Linked DNA regions of Mus musculus: regions 1 and 2 are each linked to region 3. A link is a contact called in public Hi-C data. All regions are on one chromosome and are shown on one strand. Each heading gives the region's core, a stretch centred on a gene start, on an enhancer-like site or on the middle of the called end of the contact. The rest is flanking DNA. Distances are from core to core; before and after follow the strand shown. Region 1 overlaps Ndufa10 (NADH:ubiquinone oxidoreductase subunit A10). Region 2 has its middle 30 kb from the start of Gm35992. Region 3 overlaps Hdac4 (histone deacetylase 4).

Region 1 (4,349 bases), core at 7-2,506, 370 kb before region 3:
TTCTAAATTTGATCTGAAACACATGTTGATCTGACCCGTGCTTAAAATTCATAATTTTGGTATTACTTAGTTATATGGTTATCAGGGTATAGAGCTGTGACCTGTAATTTTCCCAGAGTTTGTGAGTTACAACATCCAATTAATTGCTTGTATTTCATTTACTGTGGCTTTGTCCTTTCCCTGTGTTGTGCCCTCTCCTCAGTTTCATAAGTTTTCAATGGTAATTGTGCTGATCTTAATTTCTTGAGTGAAAATTATGATCTGTTTCTGAGACAATTGCTGTAAACATGCCACTTGCCAGTTAGACTTATTTGGTCCAGACTTGACCAAATTATCGTTTTAGAACATTTCTGTTTAATTTCAGCTACATTTCAGTGCACCCCCCACCCCCACCCCCATACCCACCCTCCCAGCCCCACCTACTGCCCATGAGGCTCATTGCAGCTGCTGGAAGTTTCCAGACAGAGATCTAGTACTGTGGTGATGGATGCAAGTTCTCCACAGGGTTTCAGGCAGAACTACAGTTCAGGAGGAAGTAAAAACAGCCTGTGGAAAGTGGGAGAAAAGTGGCCTCTCTCCTATGGGAGAAATATTCAGCCATAGAACCTTAATTGCTGTTCTGTACTTTTCTGTTGTCGTGCCTCAGTGCCTCTGGTTAAAGCCGTCTGCCCATGGCACTAATCAGCCTGTGACACTTCGTCACATCATAGTTGGACACTGGTGTGGCAGGAACATTGTTCTCAGATGGGTTTCTCCATCTGTAGCGTTGAAATGTGTTTATTGCGTAAGCATAGCTCCTTATCAGCTTTGTGTTCTGAATCATAGAGGCTTCCCAGTGCCTTTAGTTCTTCATTATCTCTGATCAAGGATGTTATCTCTAGCCTATCTGACAAGTATTTACCGGAGATGTGCTGTGTCTCTCTTCATCCTGTGAGCTCTGCTAAGAGTTGTTTCTCCAGGTTTAAGTAAGGTACACAACAGAGTACTTTTAAAGCCTTCTTGTTCTTTTTCTGGGGCATGTGTAAATTGTAATTCTGGCAAATCATACATAGATGGCGCTGTTGTTCTATAGTTCACATACTTCCAGGACACCCTCCTTTGATATTTGTTAACATTTAAGGTGTACTTCATTTTTAGTTGAAATATTTTGTTACCACTTCAACAGAATTAACAGTAGCAGGTACAGAATAATCCTGTGTTACAGTAGAGAGCTGTGTGTGTATGCTGCTAGCAAGTCATGAAGAGCACGAGAAGGTTGTCAACTTGTTGCTGTAGAGAGGGAGTGCTCAAAAGTAGTGCTGAGGCCAGGCCTTGGCTCTGTGGAATTTCATGTAACAGCTAATCAGAGCAAGCTTACAGAGCAGGGCTAATGTGTCCTCTACAGACTCTACTGTTTGTATGCTTGAACTGTTTTTAAATGTTTTCATTTCTTTTGGCAGAAAAAAACCAACTGGATAGGATATGAAAGCTAAGAAAAGCAATCTTAATCTTTGACAGTGTCTATCTAGTATGGGCACTCACCTAAACCAGTGCAAACCACGCAGGAGGACGGGCAGGCAGGGCTACCCGAACAACTGTGCTTGGGGGATTTGAATCGCTCGATCATTGTGGGAGTGGCGCATTTGCACTAGGACATTCCTGCCACCAACTAAGTTCAGCCTTACCACAGTCATCATTTCTCTGTGATTTCTTGTGGAAGCAAGCGTGACCCACGGACCCATGCACCATGCATTCCTCTTAGGTTCTAGTTCTGTGGGGACCTGGCTGTCGCCTACGGGTTTATATAGTGAGCCATCTAGCCACCAGGAACCAGATACAGTTATAGAATCTACACTTGGAAATTGCAGACAAGAAACATCCTCTCTTGCCTTTACAACTTAGGTATAGCTAAGAATTTGTTGAAAATAATTACTTTGTTTCTTGAGCCTGTAAGATTAAGAAAGGCTTTAGTGCCTTTTCCCCTCAGACATTTGTCTCCCCAGGTAGCCCAGGCTGGACTCAAACTTGTGGCAGTTCCTTTGCCTTAGCTTCCCAAGTACTAGGGTGTCTAGCGCATGACTATGCCCAGATTTAATTTTTAAAAAAAGAAAAAAATGGGGAAAAAAAAGGTTTGTCTCTTCAAGCATAGTGCTTATGTTGAACCCATCTTTGAAGAGAATGGGATGTAACAGTTGTATAAACGTTCTTGAATCAGCAGAATGAAATGGTAAAGCAAGGGAGAAGCCTACAGTTGGTATTAGTAGTACCAGAAATGAATCTACCCTTGATAAATATGGCCCAGTGTGCTACCTAGCAAGTTCCATGTGGTACTGTCACTTGGCTTTCTAATGAGGGCATAGTGTGCATAACGTGGGGACTACCATCTGCTGGTAGATTACTCCTGCTATTGTGTGTGAAGTACACATTGGCTCCATTTTTCCATTTCCCAAACCCTTCATCGAGAGCCCACTATCTGAAGGTATCAGGGCTTCTCAGAACTCCCTCAGTTCTGGAGCTGTTTAGCAGAGTGGCTACATGACCCCAGAGATCTTTAAGAGAAGTGGTGCCTTGAACATGCCTGCTTGTGAACAGCACTTAGTTAGTAGTAGTGGTGTTGTTGTTGTTTTGGGGTTTTTTGTTTGTTTTGGGTTTTTTTTAAAGATTTATTTATTTTTATGTGCATTGGTGTTTTGCCTGCATATATGTCTTGCGAGGGTGACAGATCCCCTGGAACTGGAGTTATAGACAGTGGTGAGCTGCTGTGCAGTTGCTGGGAGTTGAAGCCAGATTCTCTTAGCATCCAGTGCTTCTAATTGCTGAGCCATCTCCCCAGTCCCTGTAGATACATGAAGAGTTAAGAATATTTGTCTAATGGTACTTATTTTGATGGCTTGTTGTAATCCATGTTTGTCTTACTTTTCAGGGTTCAGGATAAGACAGAAGTGCTGAATTACACGACCATTCCGGTCTACCTCCCAGAAATCACTATTGGAGCTCATCAGGGTAGCCGGATCTACAACAGCTTCAGAGAGGTGAGCCCTACTATGGGAGCAAAGTCAGGGATACATGTGACCACTAAGCCACCTCCGTGAAGAGTGGATCAGCTGCTGTCCCCCTCATTTCTAGTGATAAAGCACCGGATCCAGTGTCCTTTCTAGGTACATTGTCTTGTTGGACACATATCCTCCATTCACTAGCTGATGGCTCTAGTTCTTCACAGCTACATCCAGTGTCACCTTACTCCTCACAGTGTATCTCTGAGGTTTCCATTTGTGAGGCCTTACATTTGTATGTTTGTGAGGCCTTACATTTGTATGTTTGTGAGGCCTTACATTTGTACATTGCAGCAACGGTGCCGGACTGATGCACACATGGAAATAGCATCTCTCCCTCCTCGTGACTTTCTCTAGTTTATACATCTTCTTCACAAGTCTTTTGTTCCTCCATTGCTATTTCTAGCTGTGTAGGCAGGGTCAGGGACCTAACAAGACCAGTAGCCTGCACCAAGTAGCATCATGGAATAGGAAGAGTGTCCTCTGTCCGTCATCTGCTGTAGCATGTTGGTTCTTGGAAAGTGTGGAACACATGGGTCTGCATCCGGAGACAGCTGCCTGCACTCCTGTCAGCAGCAGCAGAGGCTACAGACCACTGAGCTTTGATTAAGGGGTTCAATGTGGCTGTTCCCCCTCCTCCCTCCCTTACTTGAAGGACTCAACATTTTCTTTTAAACAAGTTCTTTGAGCCTTTTTGAAAATAATTGTATTCACCATATACATTTGGGAGCTATCTCCTGACCATGGTCTGTGTCTGGACTGACATCTTACCTGAGTGGATACAGCTGCTCCCTATGGCCGCCAGGTCCCACACTCCCTACCTCCCTCTGCCAGCTGCAGAAGGATGGTCTACAGCATTGTGGACCTGCCTCCCTCTGTCAGCGTTGGCCTCACTGATAGTGGGTGTGTGGTTGGCGAGGTGGATAGTACTTTCCATCTTGTGCCTTTGACATTACTGCCTGTACCCATATCAACAGAGCTTGCCTTCAAGTTTCTTCTCAGGAATGTTGCTCCAGCACCTTAGACTGTCTTCAGCTAATATTTGCCCAGGATTTATTTTCTGTTCCCTTTCACGTCAGCCTTTCTCTGGTTATCTGAAGGTATTAAAACAAACAAACAAAACCCTCTAGTTATTCTGAGTGTTTGTAATATTTATCCAGTTACATTGGAAAAAGTACTTACCTGGGCTGTCTCATGGTGTTTTCTGACCTGTCCTGTGTATTTTACTTTTGGGGGATTATGGTTTTTTTCTGGCTTTCATGTATGTCCTCCTGCTTGCCAACTAGTCATCGTTCTGTTACTAGTTGGCCACTGTAG
Region 2 (4,125 bases), core at 1,444-3,943, 270 kb before region 3:
CTAAGTATAAAACTACATTCAGAATAATACAAAGCCCGGTTGAAAGATACTGACGAGGACTTTCATGAGTGGAAGGACATCCCAAGGTTATAGACCAGAAAACTTGCTGGAAGAGCAGCTGTTTGGCTAGATTATAATCCTTGTTCTTCCATTCACTGGGTCGGATGTTTCTGCGAAGAGTTTGCTGCTGCTGGTTATGGTTCACGATTTGATGACTTAGGGTAGGGAGATAGCCCTTCACCATTTTGGCCAGCCTATTGGAAAGGCATGAAGGCAGAGATGAAGCACCTTTAAAGGAGAGCTCTGCCCAAGGACTACGACCTCCGGCTCCTGCATGTCCTCCCTGATGTCAACTCAACTGGTCATGTGCTCACCTAGCTAACCAGGAATGGGACGTTCAGAAGTCATCAACTGATTCCCACAGAATCCTGCAGTAGTTCAATACAGAACAGGCCAGTTTTTAAAACGTGTTTGAAGACAACTGGACAGTCACATTAGAAAGAAACCAGACCCCCAGTTAAAATAACCCAAAAGTTAAAATGTAGATACCAAGACTTTCAGAAATAAAAATAAGCACAAAATTCCATGACTTTGGACTAGACTGTGGTTCCCCAGGGCACCAAGATCACATATAACAAATGAAAGTTGGATTTAAGCTAGACATTTTTTGAGATTTAAACTAGACATTTCTTGAGAAGTGATGTTTGAACACAGGGCCCCATGCAAGCTATGGAAGTCCTGGAGCACTGAGCCACCCCCACCTGCCCCTCCCCTCTTTAGTTTTTACCTTGAGATGGGATCTCATGAGAGGGCTAAGGTTGGCTTTGACATCCCCTTGTAGTCTATCCTGGCCTTGAACTTGAAATTTCTCCTACCTCAACTTCCCAGGTGGCTGAGAGGACAGCATGTGTCATCTAGTCTGGCTAGAAAGCTGTTGAGAAAATAAAAGGCAACCCACAGACGAGGAGAAAAAGGATTTACATTTAAAATAGAGAATAAGATATTCGCACTGCTTAGTAATAAAAAGACAATAACTAGAAAGTCTGTTGTGGCTATAATGTACATTTCTTCACAGAATATAGATATATAAATACCAAAATGGTGGTCGGCAAAGTGAGCCATGAGAGAAAGTCAAGTCAAACCACAGCAAGGCACCATGTCTATGTGGAAGAATAGCTATAAGGAACATGAAGGAGAAAGTATTGGCAGGATGCTGAAGGATGCTGAACCCCTACACATGGCTGTTAGATCTGCAAAGTGGTATGGGTAGGCTGGCAAGCAACCTCGACCTTCTCAGAATGGTAATCATGCAGTGCATGGCATAATAACTGTACTCCTAGATGCACAAGAGAGAAATGACGACATGTCAAACTGGAGAGATGGTTCAGTGGTTAGGAGCACTTGCTGCTCTTGCAGAAGGCACAGGTTTGGTTCCAAGTACCTATGTGACAGCTTACAGACACCTCTAACTCCAAGTGCAGGGAACTGATGTGCTGCTCTGGCCTCTGTGGACACCAGGCATCCACAATGTGCATGTACATACATGCAGGCACTCAAACATGCACATAAAATATAAAGTAACTAAATACATCATTTAGGAGGACGTGTTGGCACACAAAAGTTCATAGCAATGTCATTGACCACAGCCAGAATGAGAAAACCACCCACACACCCAATCAACTCATGCATGGTTAAAGAAAATGCAGTGTGAATAGAAAAAGAAGTAAAGGATCAGTGAGTTCTTGCCTTAGTCAGCTTTCCATCACTATGATAAAATACTTGAGGCAACTGACTTGCAAAAGGAAAGGTTTATTTTGAATCAAGGTTCTGAAGGTTCCAGGACTGAGGCACTCCATCCTTTGGGCCCCTGGTGTTGGTGGCACAAACGGTTGGTGTCTTAAGGTTTCTATTGCTGTAAAGAGACACCATGACCACAGCACAGCAACTGTTATAAAGAAAAACATCTAATAAAGGCTGGCCTAAAGTTTCAGAAGGTTGGTTCATTATCTTCCTGACAGGAAGCATCAAAGCGTGCAGGCAGATGTGGTGCTGGAGAAGGAGCTGAGAGTTCAAATTAGGAGACAGCAGGAAGAGAACTAGCTTGAGCTTCTGAGATCTCAAAGCCCACAACCCCTAGTGACACACTTCCTCCAACAAAGCCACACCCACTCCAACAAAGCCACACCCACTCCAACAAGGCCACACCCACTCCAACAAGGCCACACCTCCTAATAGTGCCACTCCCTGTGGACCTATGGTGACCATTTTTATTTAAAATACCACAGAGGGGCCAACAGTCTTTCCGGTGGGTCAGCTTAAAGGCCTAAGGACCTCTGCAATGCGCCCCCAGAGTTTCCACAGCACCTGTCAACATCCTGGGAAGCAAGTCTTCAGCGCGTGGTGTTTTGTAAGTCCCTCATCCAAATCACAGTAATGCTTGAACCTTGAAAACAGCGTGCCACGTGGAAGGTCCAGTCACAGGTGACCACACACTTCAGAGACAGCAAGTGGCTGCGGCTGCTTAAAGTGGGTCAGGGAAGTAGGGGCGAAACTGAGTCACTCGCTGCTCGTGGACGCAGAGTTTCTTTTCAGGGTTTAAAAGAGTCCTAAAATTGGTTCTGCAGGAGGTGCAGCTGAGATCCCATGCTGAGATAGAATGGGCTGGAGGCGGGAGGGGAGGAAGAGATCATCTAATTCCAGGAAGAGTAAGGCCAGAGACATGACTCAGCAGGTGAAGGTACAGCCTGCCAAGTGTGGCAGCCCGAGTCAGGTTTCTAGGGCCCACGTGGTGCAAGGAGAGAAGTGACCCTCAGGAGTCGTCTCTCTGACGCCACACGTGTACCTCACTATGCACTGTAAGTCTATTAGAGAGGAGGGGAAACATTTTGCCCTCTGTGCTGAGAGTAGAGAAAACTGAGACCCAGCTGTCTCCTCCCAGGAGGATCCCCTGGGATGCCAAATCTGCATCTTTTGACCTTCCTTTTGTAGTTTTTTTTCCCTATGTATTTATGGTTGTCACAAGCACAGGGGAGAGAAAAGAACTGGTTTCCTTCCTTCCCCGGCTTGGCCAAATGGTAAATAAATAAATCCATATTTCTTTACCCATTTCTGTTTTCTAGTTTCTTTTGAATCTAAGGTAATGAGTTTCAGACCTAATGGCTGGGGAGCAGCTGGGTAACTCCACACATACACTAAAGCAGAAAATCGTGTTCTTTAAATGGAGGAAAGCGAGTCGCAAAGAGTTCTACCTCAATAGAGGCATTCTAGAAAAGAACAATATGATGAAGCGGTTCTATTAACAAGAGCCTACCCTCTAAGAAATACTTCTAAGGCTCTGCCGGGGGTCTCCAAAGAAAATATACAATGAACATCCGACACTGCAACTCTTCTCACTAAGACCTCCCTGTGAGTTCAGAGGCTGGGAGGGTGAACTGGCCATTGGCTTCCTGTCAGGGTCAAGTCTATCACAAGAGACAGGAAATCAGCAAGGATAGGCCCAGGAGATGAGCAGAGTAGATCAGCTACAGCAGCAGTTCCCAACCGGTGGGTCAAGACTCCTTTGCAGGTCGAGCAACCCTCTCACAGGGGTCGTCACCCAAGACCACCGGAAAACACAGATTTTTACATTATGATTCATAATCATAGCCAAATTACAGTCATGAAGTAGCAACGAAAATAATCTTATGATTGGGTTCACCACAACATTAGGAACTGTATTTATTAATGGGTTACAGCAGTAGGAAGGTCAAGAGCCATTGATCTATTACAGTGTTCAAAACACCCTCTTTCCGCCCATCCCTGAACATTGTCCCATTGGGTCCTTATCCATCCCTGATCCTAGGTCAGGGTCAGGTCAGGCAGCAAAATACTCCTGATTTCCACTCTGCCTGCTTGGGATCTGCTGTGGGCAGCTCTGGAGGCAGGTCAAAAGGTAAGTAAGATGACCTCTGGAGGACTGTGGGCAGCTATACCTTCTCCTCTGTCCCCACAGTCCTGGTCTCCATACAGCGGTGTTGTATCCTTCCTTCACATCCACAGATGACGTGAGGGACCACAGAGTCAGACAGGATGGAGATCAATCAACTGGCTTGAGCCTCCCAGCCTCTTCCCCTGATGTCTCCCTGG
Region 3 (4,721 bases), core at 418-2,917:
ACAGATAGAAGCTGCATGTAGGTCTGTAAGGCTTCATCTCTCAGTAATTTGATGGGTCCATGGAGAGTGTTTTCTAGCAGTGTTTTCTCCCAAGTGTTCACCTGGAATAAGCCTATTTTAAGCTCAAGTGTGAAAATAATTGTCCTTTATTTCTGATTATGAGATGGCTTGGTTGGTAAGGGACATTGCTAGCGAGATCGATGACCTGGGTTTGGTTCCAGAATTCATGTGGTGCAAATAGAAAACCTATTCCACCAAGTTGTTTTCTGACTTTCACATGTATGCTGTCCTTAAATGTGAAAACACACACACACACACACACACACACATGTCTGTACGTATGTACGTATGTACGTGTATGCGTGAACTAAAAGGAAAGCTAACACAATTCTATTCTATACTCTGTTAATGGGGATCTGGACATGAGGCATCTTTAGATCTCTGAGGCAGGGGCTTGCTGGGGGCTCTCCTATGCAATTGTTCCTACCCAGCCAGGCCCAAGAGCCCCAGGGTAGCCCATATAAAAGGCCCCCCCTTCTTCCTAGAATCTTCCCCCTTTTCTTCCTTGGTCTTACTGCTCTTGGTTAAGCATGGATTAAAAGGCTGAAAAGGTCATTCTGATATGGAGGAGTATCAGACCCTCTTTTTTGACAGGCAAGGTAAGCCACTTCCATGTTCACTTTCTGACCATCTCCCTCTGCTTACCTCTTGGTCCTTCTGAGGGCAGGGGCTTGTCAACACAAACCTAGAGTGACTGTGGGATGGCTGGGGACAGTGAACAAAGAGGAGGTTCTGGTTCCCTCATTTGGTAGTTCAGAACTGGATGGGGCAAGGGGGATGTGTCCTCTCTTGATGACTCTCCTTACCCTTCACTTGGGCTGCCTATCCATTACCCTTTTCAGTCACAAGGTACCCTTGAGAAAGCCTGTCCTTCCTAATCACCCTAGTTCTTGGTTGGCTGGCTCCATTGGAGGCACAGCGTGGACACTGCTTTTCCGAGTGTTCATCCTTAGGCTTTCTCCGTCTCTGCACTCACTCTTGTTAGATTCCAAGGAAGAGCTGAGCAATAAAAGTCACAACTGAACATCACTCGCCTTCAAAATCATTCCTGATTCTTTTAGTAAGCTTCCTTCAACTGAATTTAGACCAGAGTTAAAGAAAGTTAGTTATGCATGGAATTCAACTGTAGCTTGTAGTTTGATGTAAAGTGTGTTTAAAATGCTAGGTGACATTTGTCTTTTCAGGAAAATGCTTCCATTCTTAGATATGACATTTGAAGGGCATGTGTCAGGAATATGGTGAATCGAATGACTGTATGAAATCCAAAAGTGGGCACAGTGGGAAAAGAACCAGAGATAGTGCTGCTCCTTGGCCCCAGGCACAGCACCGCCCTGGGCCTCTTCCCTGTTTGTTCTCTGCCAGTTGCAGGGAAGCAGTTGTAGTACGAACTCCTGGTAATTCAGTCTACAGGCTCTTCCAGAGGCGCTGGGGCCTGCCCTGGCCTCCAGTGCTCACACCTCCTAAGCCTGCCAGCATTCATCACGATGAAGGGTTACAAGCTGTGGTTTGGCATTTCCGGTCTGTGGCTAGTTTCTTGTGTGTTCAACTCTGTAGCTGTGCAGGGCTTTTCTCGGAACAGTTACAGATTTTTTTAGTTTTTATTTTAGTTTTTACTGAGTTCACTGTGCCCTGTAGTGTTGTGAAGGTCTTCACTGGATGGGTTTGTCCCTTGGTTGGGACTGTGCGTTTCCGACTTACTTGTAGGCCTGTGTAGGATGTGACGTGCAGTTCAGGTGAGGTTTTCATGGTTATAGATTGGAGTTTATGAAGCATGATTCTAGGCACGTGGACATGGTAGATGGGAGCAGAGACCAACTGGCTTCCCCAGGTTTTAGAGGTGAATCCCTAGCGGTGAATGAAACAAGTGTCACATGGAGGAGAGGTGGCCCTAGAAGTTGCTCCAGGCCTCCTGCCTTAGAGCACTGCTGTGTCCCCATTGTGCTCAGAAGGCCTAGGACAGTGTCCTATGCCCTACCTGTGGCCTTCGGTACTACTGCTCTGTGGTAGGTTGAGCTGGTTGCCAGCTGAGCACAACTTGGGTAATAGGACCAGAAGTGTCAAGCAGGATGACAATGTTCTTGCTGTGGGGACATTATGTAGGGGATGGGAGAGAAACAGCATTTTTCTTGTTTCACTGCTACAGCCTTCCTGGACTAGCTGGTCCAATACTGTGGTCAGTGCTAGCCCATCCATAACATTTAGCATACTAATAGATGTTCTCGGTCATGTGAACATGCACCCCAGCGCCTGGGTTATTCCTCTTTGCTGCTGCCTCTTGTATTGTTGAAGCTCTGGTTGAGCAGGAGAGCATGGGAAGGATTGGGCTACATCTCTCTGGAATCTAGGAATGAGGTGCATGGGAGCCCAGAAAATGAAGGGCCTATGGGAGCATATATGGTTGCTGAGGCCTTATTGGAGAGGCCAAGAGACTCTTGTTTCACCTCTGCAGCTTCATTTAGGCAGTTAGAGTCCAGGTCTAAATCAGGAGCTTTTGGAGTCCAGAGGCTTCCCTTGATACCAGGGCAGGACTGGAGCTGATGATAGGGGTTTCCCAGTCCTATTACTTGTGCTTTCTCTGCTCTGTTGGGAACTTCAGACTGGTTCTTCGTAGCTCCTCTGTCACTCCTCCAATTGTATAGATTTCAGCAACTTGGATACTTTTCTGAAGTGGCTATCACCAGGATTGTGGATGCTCCTTCCAAGAACTCACCATTCTGTGAAATGGTCACTTTTTCATCAAGGAACCCCTTTGTCATCAGAGACAGGTACCCGAGAGGCAGTGGCTTGGGTCCTGAATGTTAGTTACCATATCCCCTGTGGCTGTGCCCTCCCTACATAGGACAGACATCCCACCCAGGCTAACCTGCCAGCTGCTTCCTTCACTACTTAGGACCCCCAAGTGCCACACTGGGTGCTACTCAAGCAGTTTCTGTCCAGGTACTCTGTTAGATAATAGGAACTCTGGAGTTTTAGGGTTACTATCCTTTTTTTAAATTATTATTACACATTTTCCTCAATTACATTTCCAATGCTATCCCAAAAGTCCCCCATACCCTCCCCCCCCCCCCACTTCCCTACCCACCCAGTCCCATTTTTTTGGCCCTGGCGTTCCCCTGTTACCGGGGCATATAAAGTTTGTGTGTCCAATGGGCCTCTCTTTCCAGTGATGGCCGACTAGGCCATCTTTTGATACATATGCAGCTAGAGTCCAGAGCTCCTTATGTGTACACTGTCATGGTGGCTTTTCTGGAAGTTGCTTCTGGCCCTTGTTTGGCAGTATTCTGAGATTACTGTGGTGCTTTGCAGGCTGTCAGGAGTGACGGATCCCACACAGGCACTTTTCCCCTCACCCCACAGCCTGACAGGGTCTGAATAGAATCTAAAGTGTCCCCTTCCCCCATCCAGGTAGCTGCCCAGTGGGCTTTTCTGTCTTGCCTCTACTGCCACCAGTGCTGGATGAGGCAAACAAGGGGCTTGTCTTCCACAAGCATGCTTCCTAGAGGGACCCATAGTGTTTCTAGGAGAGTGACTCTTTTAAAATATATCCATTGCTGCCCTAGGCTGACTTCCTACGGGACAGTTTGTCGCTGTGTCTGCTAGAAGTCACAGGTTTTAGAAAGGAAGAGTTTTATGTGGGTTTCTAAAAAGTTGTCAGAAACAGTTATTTTTTTTCCCACATGCCTGCCCTAGGGTCAGCACATCCCGAGGGATCTTCACTTGTCAGCTGGGGGTCAGAATGACCTGGGGTAGCAGGTCCTTTTTGGCTGATAGCAGGCTAATGCTTTGGCCTTGACCCTTTTCTGTCCCTTTGGCTTGCTGTGGATAGGGAGAGGAGAGGCTTGTGAGAGCTTCTCAGATCTTGAAAGTTCTGAGAGATAGCTTCCAGCTTGTGAGAAAAGAGAGACAATTGTTGTGTTGTAGATAGTGTTGGGGTGGCTAGCGCAGTGTATGTGACAGCATGGAGGAGGGACAGTGGCCCTGACCTATACCCTTCAAGCCGTGCCCAGGGACCTGCCAGAGGGCAGCTCAACCACAAGGAAGTAGTTAGTGCTCATGAAAATGTGCGTAGTGTGACAAGCCCACCAGGCTAGGAGTCCCGACTGGAGAAGCAGCATACCCAGCATCTGCCACAGTGCCCCTCTTCCTCCTTGATTGTATTTAGGGACCTACACGGGACTCCCTGACCATGGAACCCTTTGACCTGTAGAAGCTGGTGGCTGTATCCACTTCTAGTCTCAGACAGTCACATTTTCATTTCCAAAATAAACTGTCACATCTGACTGGTGACCATTGGGCAGGTCTAAGGTAAGATTGGAGGATCTTACATTAGCACAGACATTTAAAAACCAAATTCACAAAAGCCATTTCCCATCCCACATCCATCAAACTCATATGTGTAGTGAGATTAGTTGATCCACATTAGGGTTGATCCACCTAGCAGGTGGGGATCCCCAGATTTTGAGGGGCCTTTGATGTGAGCCATCTCCTGAGTGGCTGAGTAGCCTCTCTATTGAATAGGGCTGTGAGCTGCTTTTCTTTTTAAGGGCAGGGTCCTGCCCTGCTTTTCTTTCTGCCATTGGGTCTCTTCTTGAGCAAGCATCTGCCTCCTAAAGGCCTGACTAGATCAGAGCTCTCTGAAGTGTGCCCGCTGTCCTCTGTGC

What was found. A called contact is a pair of places that touch in the nucleus more often than the background predicts.
Region 1: a Hi-C map of Th2 cells shows a contact between it and region 3, with 2.9 times the contacts expected there. The contact joins two enhancer-like sites. A contact is called at or near these places in 9 of 484 Hi-C or Micro-C datasets (the C10 cell line, CD4 T cells, the G1E-ER4 cell line and 6 more), 2 of 115 datasets of contacts at active chromatin or transcription factors (T-cell acute lymphoblastic leukemia and memory CD8 T cells) and 1 of 9 other capture datasets (adipose tissue).
Region 2: a Hi-C map of muscle stem cells shows a contact between it and region 3, with 1.9 times the contacts expected there. The contact joins two enhancer-like sites. A contact is called at or near these places in 9 of 484 Hi-C or Micro-C datasets (CD8 T cells, the HL-1 cell line, Th1 cells and 6 more), 2 of 115 datasets of contacts at active chromatin or transcription factors (embryonic stem cells and heart atrium) and 1 of 9 other capture datasets (embryonic stem cells).

Annotation. Positions count from the first base shown.
Region 1 is chr1:92,450,673-92,455,021 of GRCm38.p6, reverse strand. Ndufa10 (NADH:ubiquinone oxidoreductase subunit A10) reads left to right here. Exons shown (of 10, transcript NM_024197.1): 9 at 2,903-3,011. Among named protein-coding and RNA genes, the nearest start is that of Mir6900, 12 kb to the left of the region's middle. Within about 2 kb of position 1,256, at least 14 of the 459 cell types and tissues checked have an H3K27ac peak or open chromatin away from gene starts, as enhancers often do. A contact at or near this core is called in Th2 cells, where this site is marked.
Region 2 is chr1:92,347,144-92,351,268 of GRCm38.p6, reverse strand. No RefSeq gene overlaps it. Among named protein-coding and RNA genes, the nearest start is that of Gm35992, 30 kb to the left of the region's middle. Within about 2 kb of position 2,693, at least 34 of the 459 cell types and tissues checked have an H3K27ac peak or open chromatin away from gene starts, as enhancers often do. A contact at or near this core is called in muscle stem cells, where this site is marked.
Region 3 is chr1:92,077,202-92,081,922 of GRCm38.p6, reverse strand. The region is part of intron 2 of Hdac4 (histone deacetylase 4); the gene reads left to right. Among named protein-coding and RNA genes, the nearest start is that of Hdac4, 100 kb to the left of the region's middle. Within about 2 kb of position 1,667, at least 97 of the 459 cell types and tissues checked have an H3K27ac peak or open chromatin away from gene starts, as enhancers often do. A contact at or near this core is called in Th2 cells and muscle stem cells, where this site is marked.